Regions from separate parts of the Sus scrofa genome. Here region 1 is linked to region 2. Evidence: chromatin contacts called from public promoter capture Hi-C data. All regions are on one chromosome and are shown on one strand. Each heading gives the region's core, a stretch centred on a gene start, on an enhancer-like site or on the middle of the called end of the contact. The rest is flanking DNA. Distances are from core to core; before and after follow the strand shown.

Region 1 (4,674 bases), core at 1,009-3,508, 900 kb before region 2:
GGGTAAGCTTGGATAACCCACCCTAACTTTTATTCCCCTCTCACTAAGACTTGGGCCCCACTAACCTTGCCCTCTTGCCCCTCATCATTTAACCTCTCCCCTCCTGTGCTTCTTCCAAACTCCTCTTCCATCCCATTCTGCCTGGGGCTCCCTAGCACCTGGAAGCCGGCCTTTATTCCCACCCAATTCCCTCCCCACACTTGATTTGGCCTAGGTGGGGCCTTCATGCCCTGGGGCACAGCCTAATAGGTAAGGATGTGGTAAGGGGGTAAAAGAAAGGGGAACCTGGGCTTCTTTGCCTGCCTTCCCCAACATCAAAGCCTCACCGGTGGGGGACCAGCTGGGGCAAGATGCCAAAGCCTCATCTACTTGTGATAACTTCAGACTTAGGCTTTAGAGCTGCGAAGGGCCTCTAATGACTTTAACCACTGCTTTCATTAATATCTGACCTCACGATTGTTCCCATTCAATGAAGAAATCTTTGAACCCAGGGCTTGCCTGCAAGGAGAAGCAGCTCCTAAGTGGGGGCCTCTGCTGCTGGCCATGCCAGGCCCATAAAGCCAGATCAATCGGTGTTCTATGTAGAGTCCTAGACCATTCCCATTGCTGCTGTGCCCCCCCCCTTGTTCCTGCAAAAGGCCAATAGAAAATGTCCCCCAGGTTCTCTTTTGTCCTCTGAGAGTTTCAGACTGTCCTAGAGGAGGGGCTTGGGAGGTGTGGAGGTGAAGGGAAGGTGGTGGCAGGGAGCTGCAGTTGGCACAATGACACCACCTGCCTTTGTCACACACTGGCCATCACCTCGCATCACCCTGCAGGGCCAAAGGAAGAGTCAGAAACAGGTGGGCCAAGGACAAAGGCACTGCTGAAGGAACTTCAGACATGGGGCAAGACAGAAACAGCCAGCAGACACTGGGCAAAGGACTGTCAGACACACAGATGAAGTGTGTGTAGTGCAGAAATGGGACCAGCACAGGACCAGTCAGGGCCGGTGTTGGTAGACACTGAGGACAGGACAGTGACCATGCATTATTCATATCCTTGTCCCCTGTGAGCCTTGCACACCTCAGTTAACATTGGTTGAATTGAGGTGCCAAAGGAGGACACACAGGCACTGAGAGAGAAGGTCAGATGGAGACCTGGGGAGTCACAGCTCCCTGCCATGGCCCAGAGGGTAAGCAGTGGGCTTTGCAATCAAACACACCCTGGTCTGGCTGGGCTCTCCCACTTCTTCAGTGCCCTCATCTCTAAAATGGAAATGATAACAGTACCATTTTGCCAGGTCTTTGCAGGACTCAAGGGCCCTGCCGTGTGCAATAAATGGCAGCAGCAGTTCTTCCTGAGCTGTCCAGCTACTTCCCCTTGGTAACCAGGCCCTGGCAGTGCACATTCCCATCTGTGGGGATAGGCCAGGCAGGGGGCCAGGAGCCAGGGGCTGGATAACAGATGTGACCTGAAGAGGAGGTAGGTGAAAGTGCTGAGTCCAGCCCCCTGGGCACAGCAGGAGCTCTGAACTGTTGAATCTGAATTTTGTTTCCTGACACAAGGAAAAAACTCAGTCGAATTTAGGGAGGCAAAGCCCGTGTGTGTGTGCATGCGTGTGTGTGTGTGTGTGTGTGTGTGTGTGTGTGTTCTGTGGATTGGTGTGTGTATGTGTGTTCTGTGGATCATCCAGGACTTTTGTGCCCTTGCCGCCCTTGGACTGCCAGAAAGACTGGGCTTTGGTGGGCGGCGCTAAACCCAGAGCTCAGAACTTGAGTTCATGTCACTGAGGAGGAGATGCTGGTGGGCTTTGAGGTTTCTGAAGCAGGTCTCTCGCCATAAACCTTTGCGCTTGACTCAATAGGAAATCTTTTCAGAAAGGAAGAACGCCCCCAAATTCAGGGAGCTGGCCCTCTCCTCTCTCTTCTTCCCCTCCCATTTAATTGGGACGCCCCAGAAAGTCGCAGGCCCTTTAGCTAATCCCTCGATTCCCCATTCTACGCTCATTCTATTCGCAGACCCCGCCCCTTCGCTGCCGCCCGCAACCTCCGCTCGAGCCAGAGCCCCTGCGGGGGACGAGGCACGCGGGAAATGTTCCCAACCATTGAGGAAGACCAGCAGCCCTTGGTAAAAGAGAACATGCCCCCGCGGGAGGGGCCCAGGCGCTGTGTCCCTCTGGGGTCCCGGCCGCGCCGTCGGAGCAGCGGGCGCCGCCCCGCCCGCCTCGCGCGCCGAGCGGCCGAGGCGGGGACTACAAGTCCCGGCGTGCCGCGCGCGCGCTCCCCCCTGGGGTTCCGGATGGTGAGCGGCGAAGGTAAGGCGAGCTCGCAGAGGCAGCGGCGGCGGCGGCGGAGACGGAGAGAGGCAGGCAGGCAGGGCGAGGGCGAGAGACGGAGGGAGGGAGCGAGCGAGCGAGGCAGACCAGACAGACAGACAGGCGGGCGGGCGGGCGGGCAGAGCGAGCCACCCGCCAGGCTGCGCTCAGCCCCGCTCGCAGCGGAGAGAGCAGAAGGCAGGAGGAGGGAGGGGAGGAGGGGGAGGGAGGGAGAGAGGGAATCCAGCTACCACCACCCAAAGCCAGCGTCTGCTTTCTGTCCTCATTTCCTTTTCCCACCCAGCTCTGAGAGCAGAGAAAGGCAGAGGGAGCGAGAGATAGAGACAGTCAGACAGACAGACAGACAGCCGGAGAGAGCGGGAGGGAGGAGGGCGGAGGAGAGGAGCAGGAGCAGGAGGAGGACTACGCGGGGCGCGTTCCCTCCCAGGTTTGCAATTGGGGGAGTGGGGGCGGGGGTGTCCAGGGCTGTGAGAGTGTGTGCACGGTGGGGGGAGCGAGGGGGGCGCAGAGAGAGCGAAGGAGTGATCGAGGTGGGGGGCGCCGCGGGAGCGGGGGGCCGTGTCCAGCGGAGTTAGCGGCGGAGAATGTGAGCCGAGGCGCGAGCCATGCTGTCAGCAACGGCGGGCGGCTCAGGGCTCCTCCACGACTCCTCTCCCCAGCAGCCGGGCGCCCGCGTCGCCGCCGCCGCCGGAAGACAGACGCCCCCCAAAGCCCTTCGCCTGGCTCGGACCCACGGAGCCGGCAGACCAGCACTCCGGTGAGTGGCGCCTCCTCCCCACCCTAGACCCCCGCTGGGGACCGTCCGGCCGGGCTCTTTTGTGCAGCGCACCGGGGGGGCCCCGCGCCCCCTCTGCGTGCCCCGGTCCGGTCCGCCGGACCCCGTGGCTGCGGTGCCCGCGGTGCGATCGGTCTTTGTTTCCACCGGGGCCCGCGGCTCGGCTGGGCTCGGCTCGAAGCCTGGCAGGCAGCGCCGGGAAGGGGGAGGGGGAGGTGGACGAGAAGGGGGGGCAGGGAGGGGGGGTTCTCGGGTTTCCTGGCCGCCCCGCGGCTCCCCCGGCTCGGGGGCGAGGTGCGCGCCCAGCGCTGCCGCGCGCCCCCTCCTCCTCCCCCTCCCTCCGTCTTTGGATTTAAAACTGCAATTTGCTCTCCAGCTTGCTGAGAATGGGGCGGGGGGGGGAATGAAGGGGGGACCGTGGGAGCGGAGAACAAGGCTGGATTTTAGGAACCGCGCTGGGAAAGGGGGAGACTGCGGAGGGAGGAGCACCTCCCCTCCAACCCCCAAATCCCAAGGTTCCGTTGGTGCTCTGGGAGTTGAGGGGCGGGGACCTAATGACCCGGAGGGGGTGTGGGGTGGAGGAGGGATTTGGGGGCGGCCGGGGCTGGAGGGGTTGGGCCGCGTGCCCGGTTACCTGGCGAACAAAGTCGGCTCACTTTTGCATAAATAAATAAATAATCGCCTATCAATGCGTTTCCTCTGAGGCTCTGATTGAATCGGCCCCCTCTTCCCCAGGGGGTGGGGTGCTGAGTGACAGCTGTCAGCCCCCTGGGCCGGTAGCAGAGGGTGAATTGCTGAATCCCTCTGCTTTCTGGCTAAGGGCGCCTTCCCCTGCTGGGTCCTGGTCCCCCGGCAGAGCCAGAGGGGCAGGGGGCTGGCTCTGAGTCTAGGAAATAACCTTGTTTCCTGTTCTACAGGAAAAGGGACAGCAACCCAGAGTTTGGGGGCTGGGGATGAGGGCTGGTGGGAGCTGGAGGGGTTCCCCAGCAGCCTGACCCCCCCAGTCTCCTGCCAGGCGAAGGGGCCAGCTGAGGGAGGAAGGATGTGGGCCTTGCTGGCCGGAGGCGGGAGCTGGGGCTGTCCCTGAGGCGGGCAGCGGGCACCGAGAGGGAGGAGGGAGAGAGAAGCGGGGGCGGGAATTCTCTACCGCAGACCCTGGGGGCCAGGGCCAGATGTGGAGGGGTGGGGAGTCCCCCCTCCCTCCTAGCGTGGGGGCCCTGGGGCTGGGTTGGGAGGGGCTGAGCCTGGTGCCCTCGGTTCTGCACCAGTGCCTGACTGGCAGGGCCAGCTGAATTTGGGCCCAGGCGTCACCCTGGGAGGCAGGGCTGGGCTGCAGCAGCCTGGTCCCTAAGCACACGGAGGGACCCTTGGGGGGCCTGTGCCTGTCTGGCTGGGCAGGCGTTTCCCGCCGGACCAGTTGGTGTCAGGCGGGACTTGGCCCCAGCTCCCTGGGCAGAGCTCAGGGTGTGAGGACAAGCTTTGCCTCCGGGTCAGGGTGGCCACATTTTGTCCGCCGCTGCTGCTACTGCTGCCGCCGCCGCCGCCGCCACCGCCGCCGCCGGCGGGGCGGGGGCATGTGCCCAGG
Region 2 (4,526 bases), core at 807-3,306:
ATAACACCCTGTCACCTGGCACCTCCATGGAGTGGGGAGGAGGAGAATGGGCAGCAGAACCCAGGGCTCTGCACCCTCTCAGAGCCAGAAAGTAGAGACCAGAACCCAGCCTTGGCCACTGGAGCAATAGTGGCCCAGAGAGGCTAAGGACTGACTGAGGGTCGCACAGCATTCCCAAGGTAGTGCCAAGAAGCTCCTGGAGAAAACACAGCCCCTCCAACCCTAGGAAATAAGCCAGTTTTTCCCTCTCAGAGTTTGGGTGCAGTAGTGCTAAAACTGAGTTGAGTTTCCTGTTTAAACCTGGCCCCTGCCTCAGGATTCCCCAAAGGGAAGCAGGAAGTAGTGCCCTGGACTGGGAATTGAGCTCCTGAGTGTCCGCCTCCCCTGCTAGTGTAACACACGGTATGTTCTCAGCTGAGGTCCCCCCCGGCCTCTCCCAGTCTACCTTCCTCTGAGAGATCTAGGTCGCAGGAGCGTGCCAGGGCAAAGGAATCCACCTCAGAGCAACCCCCCCAGCCCCTTGTGCCCCAGTCGGGGGGCGGGGGTTGGTGCAGTGTGGATAGGGGCTGCAGAGGGCAGTGTTCCTCACCTCAGAGGGTGAGTCAGCGAGAGAACCTCTGAGCTGAGCAGGGCCTGTAAAAACCCTATGGCAGGGATCCCAGAGCAATTTACTCCAAATTGGGCCTTCAGGTTGGTTACCTAATCCTGCCGCGCCCACCCTCCAATAGCCAGTGTCAGCAGTGACCATCCCTTTAAAGGGGCAGCACACCAGGGGTCCTCACTCTGATCTCAATCTGTGGCCCTGAGAGGCAAGGCACTTGGTGGTTGCCTCAGGTAAGTACCAAGGAGGTGTACTCAGCAGGGGCTATGAGCTGAAGCCAGGGGAAAAGCACCTTGGCTCCCAGGCTCACTGAGGTCCCCATACCCCCTCCCCTCCGCATATCCCCATATCTCCTCTGGAAAGGCAGTATCACCTACCTACTTCCCAGAATGAGGCTGAGGAGAAAGTTTTCTCCACCTGCTGGTTCAGGGGCTTGACCTTGACCCTGGAGGTCAAAGAGCACAGGAAGAGCTGGCCTTTTGCAAGTTTGGAGCCTATCATCTCAGAATCCTCAGAGGGCAGGAAGGAGTTGCTTCTGGAAGAGGCTAGGCAGGCAGAGGCCAAACTCCTCAGGGGCCCAACCCTTCTTATTGGGGGGGGGGGGACAAGAAGCAGCGGCAGCCACCAAGGTCCTCCCCCTCTCCAGGAATAGTCGTCACAAGGACTAAGGGCTTTTCCCCATTCTCTTCTCTACAGCCCGGGGCAGGGGACACAGGTGTTCTCTGACCCTAGCCTGGGGCAAAGAAAACCAAGAGTTTCTGCCCCAGACGGGCCGTGTCACCCCAAATTCCACAACTGCCAGGGTCAAAGGGGCAATCCTTCTAGGGTCAGCAGCGGAAAAGCTGGGAGATCTTCCGGTAGGGCGATGCGCGATGTCAAGGAGAAGTGGGGGGTCCTACGACCCTTGTCTCTTGTAGAATCCGAGACATCTGGCAGCCCGGAGCTGGCCGCCTGGGCTAATGAAGGAAACTCCCACACCTCCCGGTACAGGTCCTAGGTGTAGGGAGAGGTAAGGGGAGGCCAGATCTCAGCGCACCGCGGGATCCCCTCTCCACGCTAAGGGATTTCTCGGCACTTGGCGGAACTGTCCCTCGCTCACACACACCCAGGACATAAGGGGGTGGAGCCGGAGAGGGGCCAAGAGATCGGAGGGCACTCGCGTCCTCGCAGGCGCCCGCCAGGCTCCGGCGGCGCCGCGGGCCGCCCCGCCCCTGTAGGGACCCGGGCTCGCCGGCCGCCAGCGCCCTTCTCCCGCCCAGCTCACTCACCTCCGGGTCCAGCGGCACCAGCTCCATGAGCGGCCAGGGCTCCTTGAGCTGAGCGAGAGGCATCGCGCCGCCGCCAGGCCGCCGGAGCTCCACCGGCGGCGCCGGCTGCGCCGCCTCTCGGGTACCAGGGTCCCCGGCTCTGAGCCCTCGTGCCCCCTCGCCCCAGCAGAGACCCCGGCACTCAGGCTGGGCCGTCCACCACAGCCGCCGCCGCGGCACTCGCACTTCGGCTCCCTCCGTCACCCGGCGCCGCCGCGCCCATTGGCTACCTGCGCGGGGGCGGAGCCAGTAAAGCCACGCCCCAGCCCCCGCGGCGCGGCATTCCCAGCGCAGACCCCCCGCCCCCTCTGCTAGGGGAGTGCTGGCCCCGCCTCCACCGCCAGCCCGGGGTCGGTCTTCTGCTCCGCCCGGGAGAGGTCCGCTTGACTTCTCCCTCTCAGACCTGGTTTCCTCCGCGCTGACCTCTCCAGGGCCACCAATCTCCTCGACTCAGCTCGTTTTGAATTGCTCCTTTTCCCTCCAGCCGCCCTGTTTGCCCTGTTCCCGTCTCCTCCCAACCCCTCCCCCCACACACAGACACACTAAATGACCTGGCCCTGACCCAGGCGGAGGCTGGAAAGGAGCCTGGGCCCTACTGCCCTCATTAGGAGGCCCTAGGACAATCCCCCTTACGGAAGCCGACACTGAGATCCCCTGGGGATCCCAGCGCCCCAACCCCAGGTAAGGTTTCCCCATCATCAGAACCCAGAGTGATGTCTTAATACACAGAATTTCTCCAGAAGCAGGACCAGCTTCTGGCTGATTTGGGCTTGTGCCTCCTCTAAGGAGAGTGGGTACCATGCTCCCAGGATTGACTGACACTGGACTGCCCTTGGAGTAAAAGGCCGGGAGAGAGAGTCTCCCTGGAGAGATTCAGCCTCCACCGAAAGAGGTGCTAGGGGTCCAGGCTTGCTGAGATTTATTCACACGTGGGGGCTTGGAGAGATGGGCTTGTTTTTTTTCATGGGCGAGGAAGAATGGCCATTTACAAAAGCTGTTCTAAAGCAGGACTGTTTCACAGAAGCCTTCTTTCAACCAGGTTTCACCAATGTGTGATTTCCTTGGATCCTCACCACCACCTAGTTTACACATCATAAAACAGTCTCCGAAAGGTATGAGTTACCCAGGGTCACGCAGCAGGTGGGAACAGATTAGGATTTTTAAAAATCAAAGTGCTTGAGAATTTCTCCTAAATTAAGATGCTCCCATGGAGTTCCCATGGTGGCACAGTGGTTAACAAAACCGACAAGGAACCATGATGTTGTGGGTTCAATCCTGGCCTTGCTCAGTGGGTTAAGGATCCCACGTTGCCATGAGCTGTGGTGTAGCTTGCAGACACGGCTCAGACCCCACGTTGCTGTGGTTCTGGCTTAGGCTGGTGGCTACAGCTCCGATTAGGCCCCTAGCCTGGGAACCTCCATATGCCGTGGGTGCGGCCCTAGAAAAGACAAAAATAAAAATAAAAAATAGATGCTGTGGATATAGCAATGAACAAAAGAAAGTCCCTCTTCTCATGGAGTTTACATTCAGTCTAGTGTGATTAGATAAATAATTATAGCTAACATTAACATAGTACTTACTGTGGACCAGGATGTTCTAAGCACTTTACCTGCAACTCAATCTTCACAACCACCTTATGAGGTAGGTACTACTACTATCTCCAGTGTACAGATGAGGAAATGAGTAGAGAGAGTTAAGCATCTCATTTTCTGGGTCCCCCCAAGGTCGCACAACTGGAAAATGGCAGAGCTGAAAGACAGTCCTGGCAGACCGGGCCCAGAGTTCATTCTCTTGTTCACTCTATTACCTCCCTGATGAGGGCTAAACCAGAGGCAGCCTGGGCCAGAGTTGGCAGCTGTTATTAACATTAGCTTTAGGATAACCTCGTTCAGTTGCCTAGAGCCAGTTTGCGATGCCCCAACCCCTCTGCTCAGGGCTAGCATTGTAATATTTGGGCACATTTAGGCAAAAAATTATTGTTGTTTGTCTGAATTCAAATTTATCTGGGTATCCTATTGATTTGCTAAATCTAGTCATCCTCAGGGCTCAGAACAGATCTCACGCAGGTGCCAAATATCTGGCTGCAAGCTGGGTTTAAGTTAAACTTGGAAGAGACATTGAAACCTAGAGAATGAGGGCAAAGGACTGGGTGAGGGGAATGTGGTGGGTGGGTGGGAGTGGCACAGGTGAGGCGAAAACTGGAGGGATTCTTCCTTCAGTCTGCCCCCTTCTGGGGCTCCTGGCCCTCCTCTTTCCCCCTTCTTATAGGAAAGGATTCCCTACCAAGTGCAGCATCTCAATTTAAGGATCCAGCAGTGATGGTGCTTTCTGATGAATGTCTCACATCCGGCATCCTCTCTCCCAAAGGTACTGGAGAGGCAGCGGGGCAAGCTGGAAAACGGGGAGCCCAGAGGACACCTGGGCCTTGCCTGGGGAGCTTGGGCAGGTAGCTTGCCCATCTTTGTTGTAGGGATGCTGCAGTCACTCAGCAGAGAGCTAGAGACCAATCCATTAGCCTACAGAGTGCCGATCCTGCTGCAGCCTCTGCGCACAGTTTTCTACAATTCTCTCTAGGCTCTGGCCACACTGGATTTCCTTCAGTTCTACTGCCACTGGGC

Evidence for each region. Promoter capture Hi-C pulls out the DNA fragments that hold promoters and counts their contacts.
Region 1: a contact with region 2 is called in a promoter capture Hi-C map of fetal liver, with 4 times the contacts expected there. The contact joins the promoter of LOC110261122 here to the promoter of RPS6KA1 in region 2. A contact is called at or near these places in 1 of 5 promoter capture datasets (fetal liver) and 1 of 2 datasets of contacts at active chromatin or transcription factors (alveolar macrophages).

The regions. Positions count from the first base shown.
Region 1 is chr6:84,800,091-84,804,764 of Sscrofa11.1, reverse strand. It overlaps LOC110261122 (ankyrin repeat domain-containing protein 34A-like), which reads left to right and starts at 2,258. Exons shown (of 4, transcript XM_021095643.1): 1 at 2,258-2,293; 2 at 2,974-3,071. The coding sequence starts at 2,278.
Region 2 is chr6:83,902,654-83,907,179 of Sscrofa11.1, reverse strand. RPS6KA1 (ribosomal protein S6 kinase A1) reads right to left here and starts at 2,056. Exons shown (of 22, transcript NM_001243214.1): 1 at 1,870-2,056. The coding sequence starts at 1,932.